Regions from separate parts of the Mus musculus genome. Here regions 1, 2, 3, 4 and 5 are each linked to region 6. The links are chromatin contacts, called in public HiCAR-type, HiChIP or PLAC-seq and promoter capture Hi-C maps. All regions are on one chromosome and are shown on one strand. The core of a region is the stretch at or near the end of the contact, and the rest is flanking DNA. Distances in the headings are between cores, read along the strand shown.

Region 1 (3,024 bases), core at 403-2,902, 2.0 Mb after region 6:
CCTTCTCTGGACCATTTCTTCTTTGGGGACTCTGATCTCTCCTAAAACAGCAAGCTCCACCTCGCTCAAATCTTAAGCCATGGACAGCCTTAGATCCACTGGCTGCGCCCCCAGTGAAGGCTGGATACAATCCTATAGAATTGCACCTTCCCCAAACACAGAAGAGCCCCTATCCCCAAGAAACTGCATCCTATTTGTTGACCCACAGAAGCAGGTTTACTAATCCTGGTACTAAAAAGTGACACCAGCCTCGCTAGAATCCCCTTAGGGCCAGTTTTCCGGTATGGATCAGCCCAGACTAATTAAGAATTCTCAGGTCGGACTCTAAGTGAGTCTTTATTATTTGGCCCGCCCCGCCCCTTCAGGCCCCGCCTTACCTGATGGCGCTAATGACTCCGCCCAGGATGCGCATGGCAGTTCCACCGCCTCCGCCACCTCCTCCCAGTCCCATGCCTCCACCGCCACCGCCGCCGCCGCCAGCAGCTCCGCTGATCAGGCCTCCGAGCACATTCCCCAGGCCCCCGCCCAGACCCCCGCCTCCCCCACCGCCACCGCCGCCCTTCAAGAACGAATTCACCAAGAACATGATCGCAGCTGAGTCCTGTAAAGTAAAAGGGGTGGGTCGGGTAGTGGCCTTGCCAGGAGCCCAGCCCTTCCCGCAAAAAAAAAAAAAAAAAAAAAAAAAAAAGCAAGCATTTCCGGCAACTAGATTGGGGAGGAAACTAAGGCCTCGAGATGGGGACAGAGCCTCTAGCTAGGGGTCTGGACAGGTGATAGGAGATGTGAAACCTCCTAGGGTCTAGAAAGTACCCTGGCCCAGGCTTGACTGCATATATATAGGCATGAGGACAGGGGTACAGCTGGGCGTGCGTGGTAGCGCTCTACTGTAATCCCAGAAATTGGGAGGCTGAGGCTGGAGGACCAGTTCAAGGCCAGCCTCGGCTACAGCGCCTGCCTGCTTTACCCTGTCTTGAGGCAGCGGGAAAACAGGGGATTCTCGTGTAGAAACCCTAAGGTGTGTAAAACCGAACGTGTCTCAGATCCAGGCCTTCCAAAATTAAGCTCAGGGTAGGGATGACCCAGGGCTGACCAGGAAGTTCCTAATGTGGATTAAGACATTCAGATACTCTCGACAGAGGGACTACACTGTCACTACGGGATCTGTGGGCTCCGGCCAAAAATTATGGCTGTGCGCCCGGAGGATCCTGGATAACGGAGTTCTTCCCACCGCAAATGGGAACCACGATCTCGGATTGTGGTTCTAGACGCCCAAAATAATTTCCGGGTATCTCTCTGATCTTTGGGCTTATATTTTTTGGTCGTCAGATCCGGGATGGTAAGGAGTGTTCTGGAGGGGCTGACAGGCCCGATGGTTCGAATCTGAGAACACCGGTCCTAGGACCCCCCAAGGGCCAAGACTTTAGGGTCTCGCCAGATCTGAGGACTACGGATTCCGGATCTACAGGGTGCAGGGGTGCTGGACTGGAGTGTCCCGTCTCACTTACGGATCCGGCGGTCCGCGGTCTTGCTCGCCTGCTGCAGGGCCTCCGCTGTGTCCGGTTCGGGAGGGCGGGGCCGGTGACTCAGGCAGCTACTCCGGGTTAGACCCTGCCGCCACCCAGCCGTCGTCTGCGCGGTCCTAGAGCCTCCATTGCAGACTGCGCCTGCGCGGGAGGGTTATGGTTGCAAGTCTCTGCTTAGCTCATCCGTCCCCATACACACACTGCTGGAAATTCAACGCTGTCCAGATTAAATAGCTTTGAGTACGAATAAATTATTCTAACGCCCAGGTACTGGAGCCTCCAGGAACTAGATACAGGGTACCCGGTCACCGTTGCAGTATATAGTTGCAAAAAAGGACTTCAGTTGTCATTCATTCATTCATTCATTGTGCACTTTGAGACAGAGGTTTGTTAAACATCCTCTAAATGATGACCTAAAGCCCTAGCTAACCTCGAACTTGAAACAATCCTCCTGCTTCTGTTTCCCGAATGCTAGGAATCTACATCTTAAGTTTACCATCAGTTTGTGCCTCTCACCCAGGTCGCTGTTGGGCTTCTAGTCTGGCTGTCTGGCCACTCCCTAGGAACTATATAAACCTCGGTTTGAGTCTTTATTGCTCATCCCTAAAACAGTGACCTGGTGTCTCTGAGTAATGACCTCCTCATGTGTAAGGCGGGAACATAGCCAGGCGTGATGACACACACCTGTAAAACCAGCACTGGGAGGTGAGGGCAGGCAGCCATTCTCAGTACATAACAAGTTTGTGACCGGCTTGGGCTACATGAGACCCTAGAGGACACTAGGGTAAGCCCCTATCAGAATTAAGTGATAAATACATAGTAAATGGCAGCTCTTCTGTTAGTCCCTATGTCGCCATGTTGTTCCCTCAGCTGGGAGCTCACCTGGTTCCCTTAGCTCGTTTACTCTTGCTCATCCTTAAACAACATCGACAAATACCTGCCGGTCCCTAAATACTCTCCACTCACTAGGTTGTGTGTCCTCGAAGCAGGCCTGTGGGATAGGTCTGTTATTGTCCCCATTCTATGTATAAGTAAACTGAGGTTAAACAACCAGTCTGCTTTACCTGTTCAAAGAATCTCCGATAACTTAATATGATAATCAGTCAAATAAGATCTCAGCAGACAAGACCGTAATTGCACTAACGCCACCTAAGGGCTTGCTGGGACCAGGCCAGGTAATCATTGCTCAAACCTGTGTGTGTGTGTGTGTGTGTGTGTGTGTGTGTGTGTGTGTGTGTGTGTGTGAAGCAAGATTTAACCTGTCGAAACCGGAAACTCTAAAAGGCGGGAGCACAGAGGGTGGCGACCCAGGCCTAAGCCTTAGCGGATAAATCATTTGGTGATGACTAATGTGGATTCCCTCTCTGCCACACCCCTCCCTGCCACACTGAGCAGTCTGACCTCAGGCTCAACTCGCTGGCATAAGCCCTGTCCTCTGCCTACAAATACTCCTGTGTTTGGACTTGACTGTCTGTGTCCTCCACTTTGGACCAGAGCTCAG
Region 2 (2,726 bases), core at 85-2,584, 2.2 Mb after region 6:
AGGCTGGGATCCTGGACTTCTGAGTCCTTGGGAGTGTTGGACATCCTTGGGAGTTGGGGTGCAAGGACTGAGAGGCCTGATACCGGGGGTTCTCTAAGAGGACGAAGTGACCCGGACTCCTTCACCCAAGGAGGGGCTGCATTGCATCCTTGAAATTGCGGTTATGGACGCAGGTTTGGGCCTCGAAGGTCGGGCGCTGGACCTCAGGAGTCCACTCTGGTAGAGAGCAGCCCCGCCCTGGGACTTCCCAGAGCACCACTGGTGCAGGGTGCCCGGGCCGAACAGGAATTCCCCGTGCGCGGGGATTCCACGGGCGCCGCGCTTCGCTGCGTGCCCCGCCTCCGAGCCAGACACCTGCGGCGCGCGCGTGCGGAGCGGAACTGGGAGGTGGAAGATTCCCTTGCGTTAGCGCCGTGACGTCAGCGCGCGGCGTCTCGTCTCGAGGGTTTCCGAGTCAGTCCTCGGCTGACTTTAACCCTTCTCGCGCTGGAGTCTGAGCTGGGAAGTCTGGGCTGGGGATTTGCTCTTCTTGGGTCGAGGGAACCGGATTTTCAGGTCTCAGAGGAGACTGAGGGTCTGTACTCTTGGGTTCTGGGTGAATGGATTGTGCCAATGGGATACAGGGGCATCTCCGGGATGGTTGGTCCCTGCTATTCCCAAGTTTGCCGAGGTGGGGGCGGGAGCTTTGCGACTCCAGATCCCTGGATCATTGAGGAACTACACCGCTACTGATTTGGTGGATCCTGGCAGAGAGGCTAGAGCAAGAGTGGTGATCCCAAGACTTGGAGAGGAGCAACTCACCCTTTCCTGTGCTGAGGACTCTGGGCTTACGTTCTACCATCCACCCAGCCTTGCGCCCAGCCCCACATGTCAGATTCTAGAACAGAGAAACATTTTGTTGTTGTTTTGAGACAGAGGTCTCAGGTAGTCCAGGTTGGCCTCTCACTTCGTTTATAGATGAGTCTGGCCTTAACACCTGACCCTCTGCCACCACCTCGCTGGGATTGCAGGGGTGTGCCTCTACTCCTAGTTAAAACAGAGATATTGGGAACCTGGAAATGCCTTTTCGGGAAGTTGAGATTAGCAAACCCCAGTCCTCCACTCCTAGTGTTAGGACCTGGTCGCCTAGGTTGGGATTTTTAACGGATGTGGTGGTGCTTCCGAGGAGCCCGGTGTCTCCGGAGAAGATAGATGCTTCAGAGAAGTGCTAGCCTCCCCACTTCCTCAGTTTCCACTACGGTGGTGGAAAGTTGGTGCGGAGGAAAAGCGTGGAGGAAAAGGAAGGAAATGGCGGAGGCGGGGCCCTGCACTCAACATCTTCTGTTGGCTTTGTAGTTCTCCAGCTCGCTCGAAGGAAAGGAGGGCGCCCACATGCACTCCCAGCCACCCACCGCTGCCACCGAGGCTGCATTCGGGTGACTTAAACATTCCTGATGACTTCCTTCTGTCTTCCCACACACAGTGAGTCGGCCTGAGCGTAGTCACTGCCCAACACAGACGGTAAAGAAGCTTCTGGAAGAACAGAGGCGCCGACAGCAGCAGCCAGAGGCTGCTGGGGTGCCGGTGAGTCTCTGGAAGTCGCCATGTGCGCTGGGGGAGATGGGAGTTGTAGTCCTGACTCTGAGGCTCTGCAGGTGGGGGACAGACCTGGAAGAATCTTCCAGATTCATAAATTCATTTCCTTTACATTGCAGGGACACTTCTCCCCTCCTCTGGTCCAGCCACTGACTCCATCTGTGAATGAGGCAGAGCCAGGTAAGAATAAAGTTAGCTCCTAGCCCAGCTTCTCTTAGACTCAGGCATCCCAGCTCTTAGACCTTTGGGGACCGAGGAGTCAGGCAGCTCTCATTATTCTTGAGCCATATGGGAAATTTTGATGACCAGCCTGCCATCGTTGCACATGTCTATATTCCCAGTACTCCGGAGTTGAGGGGGGGCGGATTGCCATTGGGTTTGAGGTCATGTGGTTTTTTTTTTTTACTAGCAAGTTCCAGGCCACCTAGAGCTATCTAAGACACCTTGTCTTATAACCAAAACCCCTGGAATTTGACGTTGGTTTTCAGTAGCCCAGTAGTCCATGAATAGTGTCCTTCAAGCATCCAGGGTTTAAGACTCCAGGACTTCAGATCCCAGTTGCTTGAGATCCAGTAGGCCTGGCATCGCAGCTTGCTGATGCCCCAGGACTGGAGGACCCAGCTCCTCAGTGTCTCAGGACCTCTGGAGACTCCAGGTTTACCTTCCCTGGCCATGTCTCCAGGCTGTAATAACAGGCTGGTTCTGACCACCCTCTCTGTTTCAGGCCATACTCATTTCCCTGCCTTCCAAGAGACTGTGGATTCCGGACCTGGCAACCTGGCTCCCCCTTCAGGCTTTGCAGACTGGGACCCTAGCATCCATGCTACCTATACAGAGGGCTCTTTCCCATTCTCTGCTTCTGAAGGCTTCCTGACTCCTGATTTCTACCCTCCGTCAGACCCAGGCCGGTCAGGCCCATTTCCCCTGGTGATGGAGGTAAACTATAGGGTGGGGACAGATGCTTAAGGGCCCCTAAAAACTTCTCAGTGGTGCTGAGCCTAGTGGCGCAGGCTTGTCATCCCAGCTACTCCGGAGGCAGAGGTAGAAGGATCAAGACCTACCTGGGCTACAGAATGAGTTCTAGATTGCCCTAGCCACAATAATAGGACCTTTTTTTTTTTTTTCCTAAATAAAGGGAAAAAATAAGTGGA
Region 3 (2,913 bases), core at 219-2,718, 2.2 Mb after region 6:
GGGTGTGCATCTCCATTCTAGCCCCGTGTACTGGGCCTGGATCCACCTCAACAGCCTCAGCCTCTTTTGGCCTCTATCTGCTGGCTGCCTTGTACTTGGCTTGCCAAAGGTCACTTCTTCCTACAGACAAATCAGCTCTATGGGATGGATCCTGGGATTGGAGACCCGGGCCTCCCCCTCTTCCCCTACTTTCTACAACCTTCCTTCCCTCTCTTCTGGACCAGCTGCTAGTAGTTCACACTGTCCTCTTCGGGGTAGGAAAGGAGGAGCCTGCTGCTGTCATTGATGTCAGCTCAGGTCTAGCCTGGTCTAAGACAGCCTTCTGCCAGAACTGTTGCAGTGTCTTCCTCCTCAGTTTCCCCGTGCTTCCCCTTGGCCCTCCACACACACAAAATCTGCCATGGGAGCTTCCTTGAGATCCGGGAAGATCCTCATAGCCCGGGATCCTCCAGTGGCCAGGAGTGACGGTGCACGCCTGTGATCCTTGGGCTCAGGAGGCCCAGGCAGAAGGGTCATGAGTGAGGTCAGGAAACCTGAGCTAGACAATGAATCCAAACTGGGGCTAATGTTGTGAGAACCCCAACTCAAAGAAAACAAGACAGAAGGAACCTTCAGTGGTTTCTCATGTCAGTTAGAATGGAATCCTCCCTCCTCTGGTGAATTTACAGGGCTTTTACATCGCCCGCTTCCTGCCTGATATTATGACAATTCCCTTCCCTCACTCCATCTCACCTCTGGCTTCCCTCCCTCTCCCTTTTTCTCACAATGCATACCTTATCATATGCCGTTCCATGTCCACTGAACACTGTTCCCACTGCTTGCTAATTACCTCCAGCCTCGGCTTGGGACTTAACTCCTCAGCTGGAGTCAAATCCACCTCTGCTGCCTACACATCCCTATTTAACATTTGTGCGTGTCACAAATGCTGCCAGGGCAGGGCAGGGCAGGGCAGGGCAGGGCAGGGCAGGGCAGGGCAGGGCAGGGCAGGGCAGGGCAGGGCAGGGCAGGGCAGGACTTGTACCCGAATCTGCCCCATGACCTAGCACACAGTTCAAATTTTAACAACAGGTTTATGAACGGTGCACTCTGGCTCCCCCTTAAGGTGGGAGTGGGTATTTCCTAGGTGGCACTGAGCCAGCCTTCCCACTTGCTAACTCCCATGGCCCAAGGCTTATGCTGTGATTTGTTGATAGCCTCACATGATCTTAGCTACTCGAGAGTAACAAAATGACAAAGGACCTCGGGATGCTGCAGGACTGGGGAGCTGAGTGCCTCATCTCCATGGTTAATGGTGGGCATTTTGAAGGTCTCAAGTTCCACCATGAAAAATAGGTTCTGTCATCTCACCAGAACATTCTTTGTACCAAACCGAGAGAATTCCAGTTTACTCTTAGCCTGTCTTCACCCTGATCCTAACATCATCTTACCTCAGGTGACTGACAGGCCCTTCCCCGTCCCCCCCCCCTGCTCCGCCCCCCCCCTGCTGCCATCAGAGAAGCTACTTGCATGGGGGGGGTGCTATTCTTGCTGTTGACCCCATTCCTGCACCTCTAATGAGGCCTGGCCTTTTCCATGCCCAGTGTCTGATCCTATAAACTTCCAGGACACTTGTGTGAGGGGGCCCCGGGCAGTGACACAGTGGGGACCAGCTCAGGAAAGACATGAGGCCAAGTGCTCTGACTCACGCTGAACCAGGGCTCAGTCCCTGTCCACACTCATATCTGCTAGATTGGTTCAATGTGGCACTGACTCTCCACCCCCCAACCCCCCACTGTAACCTTTCCCCTAGCAAACACACCAGTCTCTTGGGACATTTTTCACCTTCACCTCCATGTGCAGCTGCCAAAAGCTTTCCGTTTCTACCTTAAAGACTGAAACCCCAGTAGATGGTTCAATCTTGCGACTGCTCCCAGATTCTTTTGGGTTTTTTTTGGGGGGGGGATGGGTCTCATGCTGAAGTGTCAGCTTTTGAACTACTGGTCTCCTGCCTCTGTCTCCTGAGGTGTGAGGATGATAGGGGTGGGATACTCTGTCTGCTAAGCCCTGCTTTCTATCCTTGGCTCCAACGTCTCCATCTCCCCTCCCCACTCGCCCTCCCCTGGTCCCTCATCTGCAGAGTCCCACCCTGACCACAGAGCATCTCTGCTGTGCCCCTGCTCCCTCGTCCTCAGCCAGGGCAGCCTGGAGGACTTTCCCCTGGCCAGAGCCCAGAGCATCACTCTAGATAAGCCCCTCCCTCATGGTCTCTGAGCACTGTGATCCATCTGCTCACTTTCCTGAATGGCTGTGTCATCCACTCTTCTCTTCCAATGTTTCCCTGGTTGAAGTTGGTCCTGACCCACCCTCACCCCTACATTGGCTTCCCACGGATTCCTTGCCTCTGGTTCACCTCCCTCAAGAAGCACTAGAAACCCACCCACAACCTCCCCCACTCGGCCCCCAGGCATGAAATCCTCCGTGGCTAGCCATCATGAGCACCTCACTCAGATGCTGGCCCCTCCCACCTCACCAGTACCGCAGCAACCCAATGCCTGGTAATACCCAGCCTTTGTTCATGTTATGCCCTCCACCTGGAGCCTTCCCTTCTGCTCTTTGCCCAATGCTCTCCTTCAGATATGCTACTTAGATTACATCCCTCCTCTTCCAGGAAGCCTTCCCTGAACTATACTTCAGGTTCCTCTTCGGTGGTGGGGGGGGCACACAACCCCCTGGGCATCCCTCAACTCTGTATTCTGGAGTATGGCTATCTCAAGACATGTTTCCCACTGGACTGAGGGCAAGGCAGCTTGGGTCAGAGTCCCCAGCACAAGCCACAGCACAGCTCGGTCCCTAGAACGTCCAGTGCTTATATGGATGACTATAGATGACTATCCTCAACTCCTCTGCAGAGACCCCAAGCTGAATGACAGGAAG
Region 4 (2,743 bases), core at 236-2,735, 2.1 Mb after region 6:
TTGTGGTTATTGCACTTGCTTGGCAAGCACAAGGCCACAAACAGAACAAACAACAAACATATGTTGTGGTAGAACATGCCTGTGATCTGGAGGAGAAGGGAGGAGTTGCAGGCCATTATCCCTTACATGACCAGTTTGAGGCCTGCCTGGGTTAAGTGAGTCCATGTCTTAAAAAGAACAAAAACTAAAGCAACCAGGATCACCTTGCTAAATAAAACTGAAGCTGAGAGATGAGCAGAGAGCTAGCCTCCTGTGATGGGGTTACGCAAGTGAGGTCAAAGTCTTATGTAAAAAGTGTCACAGAATCTTTTTCTGTCACACACCAAGCCTTAGCTGGGTCCCCTTTGCTCCCACCTGCCTCTTCAACCTTGGCATGGCCGTACATGCCTATAATCTCAGAGTTTAGAAGGCTGAGTCTGAAGGAGGTGAATGCTGAGACCAGCCTAGGCTATATTATATAACAAGACTCTGTCTCAAAAGAAAAAGCAAAGACCCCTAATAAAAGAATCAACAAGATTGTTAAGACAACAAGGAAGTGAGCACACCTCACTTTTATTTCCTTTATGCAAGAATCCTGAGGACTAACAGGAGTAGGGACTAGGGATTCTCCAAGAGTCTCAGGCTCATCAGCTGAGATGAGCTAGTGTAATCTCCCTCATGAACCCGGTTCTTCACAACGAGTCAGACTGCCAAGTTTCTCACGGTTCATCAGGGTATTCTATTAAACGAGCGCGGCAAAAAGTCTGTCTTCTCCACGTTAAAAACAGCAAGGGGCGGGGAGTGAGGAGGTGGGTGTGTTCTTAAGAAGTCAAGAGAGCTGTCTGTCAAGAGGTGCCACGGCCCCGATGGGAGGAGAAAGTGCGCCTGTGCTCTCTCTTTGACTTTGGGTTGGTGTATCACAGCATGTCTTATGCAGTCCGCCAGTGCCACAGAATGCCCGGAACCTCCTTGGTGAGGGAGTGTCTGATCTCTCACTATGCATCGGGAAAATTCGGTTATCTCTCAAGACATCTCAGCTTCCATTTAGATGAGTTCACGATCCTCCCCAAACTGTCAGAAGGAACCTTCCTCTAGGTCTGTCTGTCACCGTCCATCGGATCGCGTCTCCCGCGCCCCTGTATCTTCACAAGAATTCTTTGGGGCACCACCATCATCCAGCCTGGTCCCCGGGGCTGTCGCGTCGCCGGGCTCTTCAGCCGGACCCCGCGGGCGCACGAAGGTACCCATGGCCGTGGCGTGGCCCGAACGCAGCAGCTGTAGCTGGCGCCGACCCCGGCGATACAGATACTCGATACGCAGCACGTCGGTTCGCGGAAGGCTGGCGTGCTGCCGGAACTCGGCCCGCACCCGCGCCTCGGCGCCCGGCGTCCCGCGCCCGGCGCGCAGCAGCTCGCGGTACAGGCTCAGAACTTGCCTCTGCAACCGGCTGGGCCGGCTCATGACCGCGGCGTCGCGGTGAGGCCCCACACTGGCCGGAAGGACCGCCCCGACACACAGTGCTGAGAAGCTAACGGGCAGGGCTACTGGCACGTCTGCCAGAAGTCCCGCCTCCTGCTCACCGGCGCTGCCGCATCTGATTGGCCAGTACTGCAGTACATCTTGGCTGGCTCTGGAAGTGGGCGGAGTCTCTGGTGCTCCGGGCCACTCTAAAGAGTAGTTTTTGAGTGCCTTACAGTCCTGGATATTTCTGAACTTGAGTGGAAGCATGGGGAAGGGCCTAAGCGGTTAGACTCTGGAAAGAGTGTAGGAGGAGATAGTTCTGAGCCCTCGGAAGATTGAGAGCGAAGGGATCGAACCCGGGGCTCACCAGAAGGCAGAGGGATATTGGGAAGGGATGAGCAGTTTTTAAAAAGATCTTTACTATTTTGGGGGCTGGAACGTGCATAAACTGACGACATGACCGCTCCGTGGTACGGCCAAGCGAAAACTTTTTGTTTGTTTGTAGATATGAGAGAGAGGACAGCCAGAGGCATCTAGAAGAGTCCAAAATAGAGAGGAAGTAGACTGCATAGCCAGGGCTGTCTGCGAGAGGGGAGAGAATATTGTTGAAGTTAAGGATTAGCCACACAAACCACTGGGAGACACCAATGTCAGTAGGGTATCGGAACGGTTTACTGAACACACATATCAACACTGATTAATCAGGGATGCACACCCTAGCCAGTTTTCAGGGCCAGTTTTTATATGGGAAAACCCACGAACAGGTGCATTTGGCTATCTAGACAAAGCCGTACTGTATGACCTTTAAGCTGATTGGCTGGGTCTAGAGGCAGGAAGTCTAGGGAATTTCCATAGGTCTCGAGGCTCCATACAGCAACATGATGTTATAGTCAAAGAACATTAGGTCAGACTAAGGTCATGAGCTACAAAATGAAGGTTGAGGCAGTATAGCAGAACTATTGTCAGGTTTAAAACGTAATAGCAGGAGATAGTGAACAGAGAAAACAGAAGGAGGAGAGAGTGTAGAGAGAACAGTGTGAATATCAGGATAGTGGGAATGAGTAAGTATCTGGGGGAGGGAAGCTAGTGAGCTGGAGGGAATTTAGGGGATTGGAGTTTTAGTCAATGTTCAGTAAACAACTTAAATGAATCTGTCTCATCTTTCTTATCTATGTCTTAATAATAATCTGTTTTACCTGGTGGTGCAGACATTTAATCCCAACACCTGGGAGGCAGAGGCAGACATCTCTGAGTTCAAGGCTAGCCTGGTCTACAGAGTGAGTTCAAGGACAGCCAGGAAAAC
Region 5 (2,775 bases), core at 221-2,720, 2.1 Mb after region 6:
CACTTGTCCTTGTGACTCCTCTTAACCCTCAGGGTACAAACTGTCTGCTGCTCAGACTAAAGTTGGCTACTACAGGAGACTTTAGCTTGCCTCATTTATGACTCCATTCTCCCAGGTCCCACTGCCTCTAGACTAGTAGCCAATAGCTCCGTAGGTAAAAGCCCTTGGGGCCAAAGCTGACTCTGGGAGAATGAACTCTCAAAAGTTGACCTCAGCCAGTCTGGTCTACACAGCCAGTTCCAGGTCAGCCAAGGCTACACGGAGAAACCCTGACCAAAAAAAAAAAAAAAAAAAGTTTTACTAATAGCATTCCTTCTACCCAAAGTCATTTCTTTCTGTGACTCAAATTTTGTGGAACTGTTTTGTACACCCTGCTCCCCAGGCAGCAGTGCTAAGATTTTTACATTCTCCATAATTTTAAGCCGTAAGTAGATAAAAATCAGTTCTAGTGAAGGAACAGGAAAGAAATCAGGAACAGAAAAAGGAAGGAAGACCAAGAAATGTTACGCAAATAAGCCAGGCAAGTACTCCGGAGGCAGAAAGGTAGATCTCAGAGCTCACAGCCAGCCTGCTGGTCTACAGAATGAATTCAGTCACAAAGAAATCCTGTCTCAAAAGGAAAAAACAAACAACAAAAACAAAAAACAAAAAAACCACAACAATATAACAACAACAACAAAACCCACAACAATATAACAACAACAAAACCAGGGGAATGTTAACCAAATAGGGGCCTGGAAGAGCACACCTTACCCCGAGGCGCTACAGAGGAGGCGTGGCAAGAGCCAACAGGCCAGCCTCTCGCTCAGACTCCGATACAGCACACTGGTGGCTGCAGTGGTCCCCAGCCCTATTCCAATAAAATCAAAGACACACTGGAATGAAAGGGATAAGTGTCTTAGGTCACTCACTGAACAGTAAAGTGATATTAGAGATGATTTGTAAATGCAAAACCATTTCCCGGGAGTTAGAACTAAAATAAAGCAATGTGCCAACTCTAAGTGGAGCCAGAAAGATGGGCAGCACCAAACCCTGAAGCCAGCAGGAACGCAGGGGGAAAGCCTCTGCCAAGGGGGCGGGGCTTCCGGACCAGGCGGGCCTGGGAAGCCGCCTGAGGGAGCAAATAAAGAAGCGATGGGAGGGACCGAGGCCCCGAGGCGGGACCAAGGTGGCAGAGAAGCCCGGAGTTGGGTAAACAGGACGACCAGCCTCTCACCCGGTTCTGCACAGTGTCCTCGGGAGCCGCCGCGAGTCGCGTCCGCCGCCGGAGGCAGAGCGGTGGGGCAGGAGGCGGGGAGGACTGGTTTCTCCGCGCCGGAACTCCCGCCATGACAGAGGACAGCTTTTCTATCGTGTCACTCCGCGTATAACCTCCGGCCGCTAAGGCAGCCATCATGCTGTCGGAGACCAGTGTCCGTTACGCTTCTTAACAGCCGCCTGTAGCCAGCACCCACTCGAATAGCGAATGGCCGCGGGAAAGCCGGCGCCACCGCCCATTGGACGCAGCCGGCACCCCGGCTGGCCAATCACAAAGCTTCCGGGTAGGCTCATTGCCCAATGGGAGATAAGAGGCGGAGCTAAAGGAAGGTGGGGCCAGGGCCTGTCTATTTCACTGCTTACTGAGTCTGGCTGGGTTTCTCTACTAACCTGTGCTTTCTCTGTTCATAGACACACAGCTTTTAACTTTGATGGAGCTCATCCTGTCTTTTGCAACAGTCCCGGGAAGTTATTCAAGCTGTACCAGTCTCATGGATATAGGGGTAGGGTGAAGCCAAAGAGCCGTGGGCTTGGGGTCGGGAACAACACCGCCCTACTCTTGCCTATACAAATAGTGAGGTTTAGGATTGCGAAGATTGTAGCCAGCTGCTCTCCATCCCGTGATTGGGGCGTAGCCGCGGTAGCACGAGGAACATTTTGTACGCATGCGCCCTCAGTTTCCCCTGTCACGTGTTGCAGTGTTGCTCTTCCCTGGGATGACGTGAGGCGGATGGATTGCTCGGGGACCCGGACAGGGTTTGGCCCAGACTCAAGTGTTATTGCTGACTGGGCAGGACTGGCCAGGGTAGGACAGCTACACATAAGTACATTAGGGCTCCAACACTTTGGGGCGCCTGGGCAGGGACAATTGGCCTGGGAGATTCGAACATGGGGCGTGGCCCTGGGAGGGGCGGGGTTGGTCCAGCTTTGAGTCTTGGGAGCTACTGCTATGAAGCTGTAGATAGTTCATTGCTACCTTGGGAGCGGAAGGGGTGAGAGGGATGTGCACACACATCATTCTCCCTGTTCATTTTTTGGCTTATTTTTCTCTTTAAACGGTTTTCTGGGGCATCACAGGTTGAGGTATGCAACGGTGTCCCCACCACTAGAATGTCAGCCCCTCCCTGAAGCCAACAAATTTTATCCCATTTCCTGTTATTCCTAGGTTGCTAGACTAATGCCTAACACATACTATTGTCCATCAAATGTTTGTTGGAAGGGTTTGATTTTTAGCCCAGAAGTCTGTTGGGGTTTGGGAAGCGTCGCACAAACCGCTTAAAAACCGATCTCAGTTAAACAGGACTGGTTTATTGAAACTCCCCCCACCCAAAAAAAACCCCCAAAAAACAAAAACCAGCAACAACAAAAAAACCCAACTGATTGATCACCCAGACTCGGAACTGTAAGCTACAACCCTAAACATTTCCGGGGCCAGTTTATATAGGGGGAAAAGGCATAATGATCTGATAAGTAGGTGCAGGGAGAGCTGCAGCGTGGTTGGCCTTCTCCTAAGTTTTT
Region 6 (2,787 bases), core at 15-2,514:
CACAACAGACCTCTCCCTTACCTGTGGCCCTGAGAAGCCAAAAGTGGTTACAACTCGACCCCCTCTGATTTCCTCACAGGCCACCTCCCAAGGTGAAGAACTGAAACTCAGAGCTGTCTGGATTGAAGAGATGTGTGTTGTTACTGTTGCACGTGTGGCTTGTGATTTTTTGGGGGCGGGGGAGTTGTTTTGTTTTTCTATTAAAAGACTCATCTGTCTCCCCTGTCTGGTGCCTATTGCTAAGTGGCCTCGAGACGCATGCGCCCTTGATCAACTTTGTGTGCTTCGGGGGGTGGTGCCTGGAAAGTTTCATCCGGTCACATGGTGCATGCTCCATTGGTGGCTGCTCCGCACGTGCGCGGCTCAGCACCCTTAAGGCGCAGGCGCACTGTGCTCCGCTAGGTCACGTGAATGATGTGGGGGCGGAGCCGGGGCAGGGGGGCCGGTTTGTTGTGGTCGCCATTTTGCTGGTTGCATTACTGGGTAATCGGGGCCCTGGCTCGCCGCGTCCACCGGACACCCTCAGCCAGTGGGCAGGTCTGAGCTCGGGCTCCCCGAGCAGTTTGAATCCCCTTACCCACGCCCTCAGGTAAGGGTGCTGCGACGGGCGGGGCGGCACGCTTGGGTGGGGGGCAGGCCGGGAACCGCCCTGCCCGTCCCCGCGAGATTTAGCAAGGGAAAGGAGGGGGCTTTGGGCCGTTGCAGCGGAGTCCGGCTCTTCATAGCTGGATTCCTGGAAGAGGCTGAGCCCGAGGGAGCCGTCCTGAGAGGGAGTCGGGGAGGGGGCAGCCAGGCCCCACTCCCGCCCTTTGTTTGGGCTCGGCTGCGCTGGCCGCTTCGCTGTCGCCTAGCAACAGCTGCCCTGAGTGCTAATTGGTTAAGCTCTTGGCAGCAACAACCAATGGCGCGGTTGTTGCCATGGGAGGTGCGGCCTGCCGGGCTCTCTTGGGCCCCGCCCGCCGGGACTCCACTGGCCGGGGCGGGCCTGCCGGGTGGGGGGCGGGACGCCAGGGTCCCTGGGGGCGGGTGGCCACGCGGGGCGGGGCTGGGCCGTAGGGCGAGGGTTAACCCGCCCCTCCCCCGTCCACCTGCTGTCCCCTTCCCCCGCGTGCCCTGGTCTGACCCTCGTCCCCTCCTTTCCCCGCCCCTCCCCCTCGGTGGCAGTGGCGGCGGCTGCTGTTGTCACCCACCGGGCCGCCTGTCCCGCTTGCCCTCACCGCCGCGGGGCTGGCTAGGCTAGCCGGGCCGGGGACAGGCGGCCACCTCCTCATCGCCGCCGCCACCACCACCGCCGCCATGCTGGCCGCTCGCCCACCGCACTGGGGTCCCCATCGCGCTCCAGCCCCCCGTGGGCCCAGCGCCATCCCTGACCCGGGTAGGGGTGGGAGCTGTAAGAGCTGGTCCTAGTGTGGGAGGGCTCGGGAAGAGGTTGTTTATCTGTGAAGCCCCAATAAAGGGGACCTGGAGTGGCAAGACATAGCATAGAAGGGGATCTGACAAGGGGGAGGCTCCTAAGAAGGGGATTTTGTTCCGAAGGACACTTTTAGTGAGTGAAGTCTTGTGCGATATTTAGGGATTTGGCTGTCAGGCCCTTCTAGGAATAGGCTCAATTGTGGAATGACCCAGCGTAGAAATAGAGGAGCTAGCAAGGACCTCAGGGTAAAGAAGAAAAAGACCGTGACTCTTAGATGTTGAAAAATGACACCTCTCCCTTGTTTTCCTGAGGAGTAGGGGTCTTGGAGTAATGGGGGAATCCTAGTGGGATAAATATAGACTGCTTAAAAGAAGGATCTCTGGTTCCAGAGACCTCATATAGGGAGCAGGGAGCGGTCTTGGAGTATGGAGTCGGTCCCAGGGGAAAGTGCCGAGGTGGTTGAAACATCTATAGCTTGCATGTAAAGGAGTTCTCAGATAACCTTGGGTTTGCTGGGAGGTCCATAAGGACTGCTATGTTCTTTAGAATAGAAAGAAACTAGTGGGTAGACTGGGCTTGAAATTGGGCCCTTGGTGTTGAGGGAAGACGGTGTGAGGGCGGGGCCTTATCTGAGGGACTCAGGCTGGCCACCAGTAAAATTTTGAAGGACTGAGTTCTACTGCCCAGACTCTACACGGTTTCTGCCTTCTTTTGCTCTCCTAATTCCTGGCCTCTTTCTATCCCTCCTGCCCTGGCCTTGTACCCACCCTCTCCCACCCCTGTCTGGCTCTGATGGCTCCCTTTTACATCTCTGGATGTGATGCTTCATTCATTTTTTTTGGCTCCTCATTTGTTGAGAGACACGCTGTGCTAACCCACTTGCTACCCTTTCTGTTTGTACATGGCTACCTGGTGCTGGTGCTCTGCCCTGTCCCCTGTCTCCCCCTGGTCCTGCCCCTAACTCATACCCACCTCTTCTGACTGACCCTGACCTACATGCCTTCTTGTTCCATGTTGTCTTCCCACTTCCTACCTGCTCTCAGGTCTCAGCGGCGGTGGCAGCCGAGGTGCAGGATGCGAGAAGGCGCCCCCCGGCCGGGCTCCCGCTCCAGGCCTCACGCCCCTGCGGCCCTCTGAGCCCACCATGGCCGTCCCACCAGGCCATGGTCCTTTCTCTGGCTTTCCGGGGCCCCAGGAACACACACAGGTAGGCATTCAGCTGGCTTCTCACCTGCCTGAGGATTGAAGGGTCTCCAGACAAGAGCATGATTGTTGGAGGATCTCTGGGGACTTTGGAGGCCTCACAGTCCACCCTCATTCCTGCTGAGGACGGAATCCTTGAGCTTCTCCGTGGCCTGCCCTCTCACAGCATG

Evidence for each region. Promoter capture Hi-C pulls out the DNA fragments that hold promoters and counts their contacts. HiCAR-type assays count read pairs that join an accessible place to other places. HiChIP or PLAC-seq counts read pairs in DNA pulled down with a chosen protein or histone mark. Capture Hi-C pulls out chosen DNA fragments and counts their contacts.
Region 1: a contact with region 6 is called in a promoter capture Hi-C map of liver, with 3 times the contacts expected there. The contact joins the promoter of Capns1 here to the promoter of Dyrk1b in region 6. A contact is called at or near these places in 4 of 39 promoter capture datasets (cranial neural crest, hippocampal neurons, liver and 1 more), 1 of 115 datasets of contacts at active chromatin or transcription factors (astrocytes) and 2 of 9 other capture datasets (adipose tissue and liver).
Region 2: a contact with region 6 is called in a promoter capture Hi-C map of pre-B cells, with 3 times the contacts expected there. The contact joins the promoter of Nfkbid here to the promoter of Dyrk1b in region 6. A contact is called at or near these places in 2 of 39 promoter capture datasets (cranial neural crest and pre-B cells), 1 of 484 Hi-C or Micro-C datasets (CD4 T cells) and 1 of 115 datasets of contacts at active chromatin or transcription factors (thymic regulatory T cells).
Region 3: a promoter capture Hi-C map of hippocampal neurons shows a contact between it and region 6, with 5 times the contacts expected there. The contact joins the promoter of 4930479H17Rik here to the promoter of Dyrk1b in region 6. A contact is called at or near these places in 2 of 39 promoter capture datasets (hippocampal neurons and liver).
Region 4: an H3K4me3 HiChIP or PLAC-seq map of embryonic forebrain shows a contact between it and region 6, with 4 times the contacts expected there. The contact joins the promoter of Sdhaf1 here to the promoter of Dyrk1b in region 6. A contact is called at or near these places in 1 of 39 promoter capture datasets (liver), 3 of 115 datasets of contacts at active chromatin or transcription factors (astrocytes, embryonic forebrain and thymic regulatory T cells) and 1 of 9 other capture datasets (adipose tissue).
Region 5: a contact with region 6 is called in a HiCAR-type map of astrocytes, with 2.7 times the contacts expected there. The contact joins the promoter of Wdr62 here to the promoter of Dyrk1b in region 6. A contact is called at or near these places in 4 of 39 promoter capture datasets (cranial neural crest, hippocampal neurons, pre-B cells and 1 more), 3 of 115 datasets of contacts at active chromatin or transcription factors (astrocytes, embryonic forebrain and large pre-B cells) and 1 of 9 other capture datasets (adipose tissue).

Annotation. Positions count from the first base shown.
Region 1 is chr7:30,193,501-30,196,524 of GRCm38.p6, forward strand. Capns1 (calpain, small subunit 1) reads right to left here and starts at 1,653. Exons shown (of 11, transcript NM_009795.4): 1 at 1,506-1,653; 2 at 378-601. The coding sequence starts at 586.
Region 2 is chr7:30,421,941-30,424,666 of GRCm38.p6, forward strand. It overlaps Nfkbid (nuclear factor of kappa light polypeptide gene enhancer in B cells inhibitor, delta), which reads left to right and starts at 1,335. Exons shown (of 11, transcript NM_172142.4): 1 at 1,335-1,563; 2 at 1,695-1,755; 3 at 2,300-2,511. The coding sequence starts at 2,506.
Region 3 is chr7:30,352,478-30,355,390 of GRCm38.p6, forward strand. 4930479H17Rik (a long non-coding RNA gene) reads right to left here and starts at 1,469. Exons shown (of 3, transcript XR_881936.2): 1 at 774-1,469.
Region 4 is chr7:30,320,890-30,323,632 of GRCm38.p6, forward strand. Sdhaf1 (succinate dehydrogenase complex assembly factor 1) reads right to left here and starts at 1,486. Exons shown (of 1, transcript NM_001033140.3): 1 at 520-1,486. The coding sequence starts at 1,440. The coding sequence ends at 1,084.
Region 5 is chr7:30,278,940-30,281,714 of GRCm38.p6, forward strand. Wdr62 (WD repeat domain 62) reads right to left here and starts at 1,471. Exons shown (of 33, transcript NM_146186.4): 1 at 1,217-1,471. The coding sequence starts at 1,393. Thap8 (THAP domain containing 8) reads left to right here and starts at 1,155. Exons shown (of 3, transcript NR_144498.1): 1 at 1,155-1,541; 2 at 1,669-1,760.
Region 6 is chr7:28,179,052-28,181,838 of GRCm38.p6, forward strand. Dyrk1b (dual-specificity tyrosine-(Y)-phosphorylation regulated kinase 1b) reads left to right here and starts at 1,265. Exons shown (of 11, transcript NM_001271370.1): 1 at 1,265-1,375; 2 at 2,458-2,621. The coding sequence starts at 1,297. It overlaps Fbl (fibrillarin), which reads left to right. Exons shown (of 9, transcript NM_007991.3): 9 at 80-218. The coding sequence ends at 104.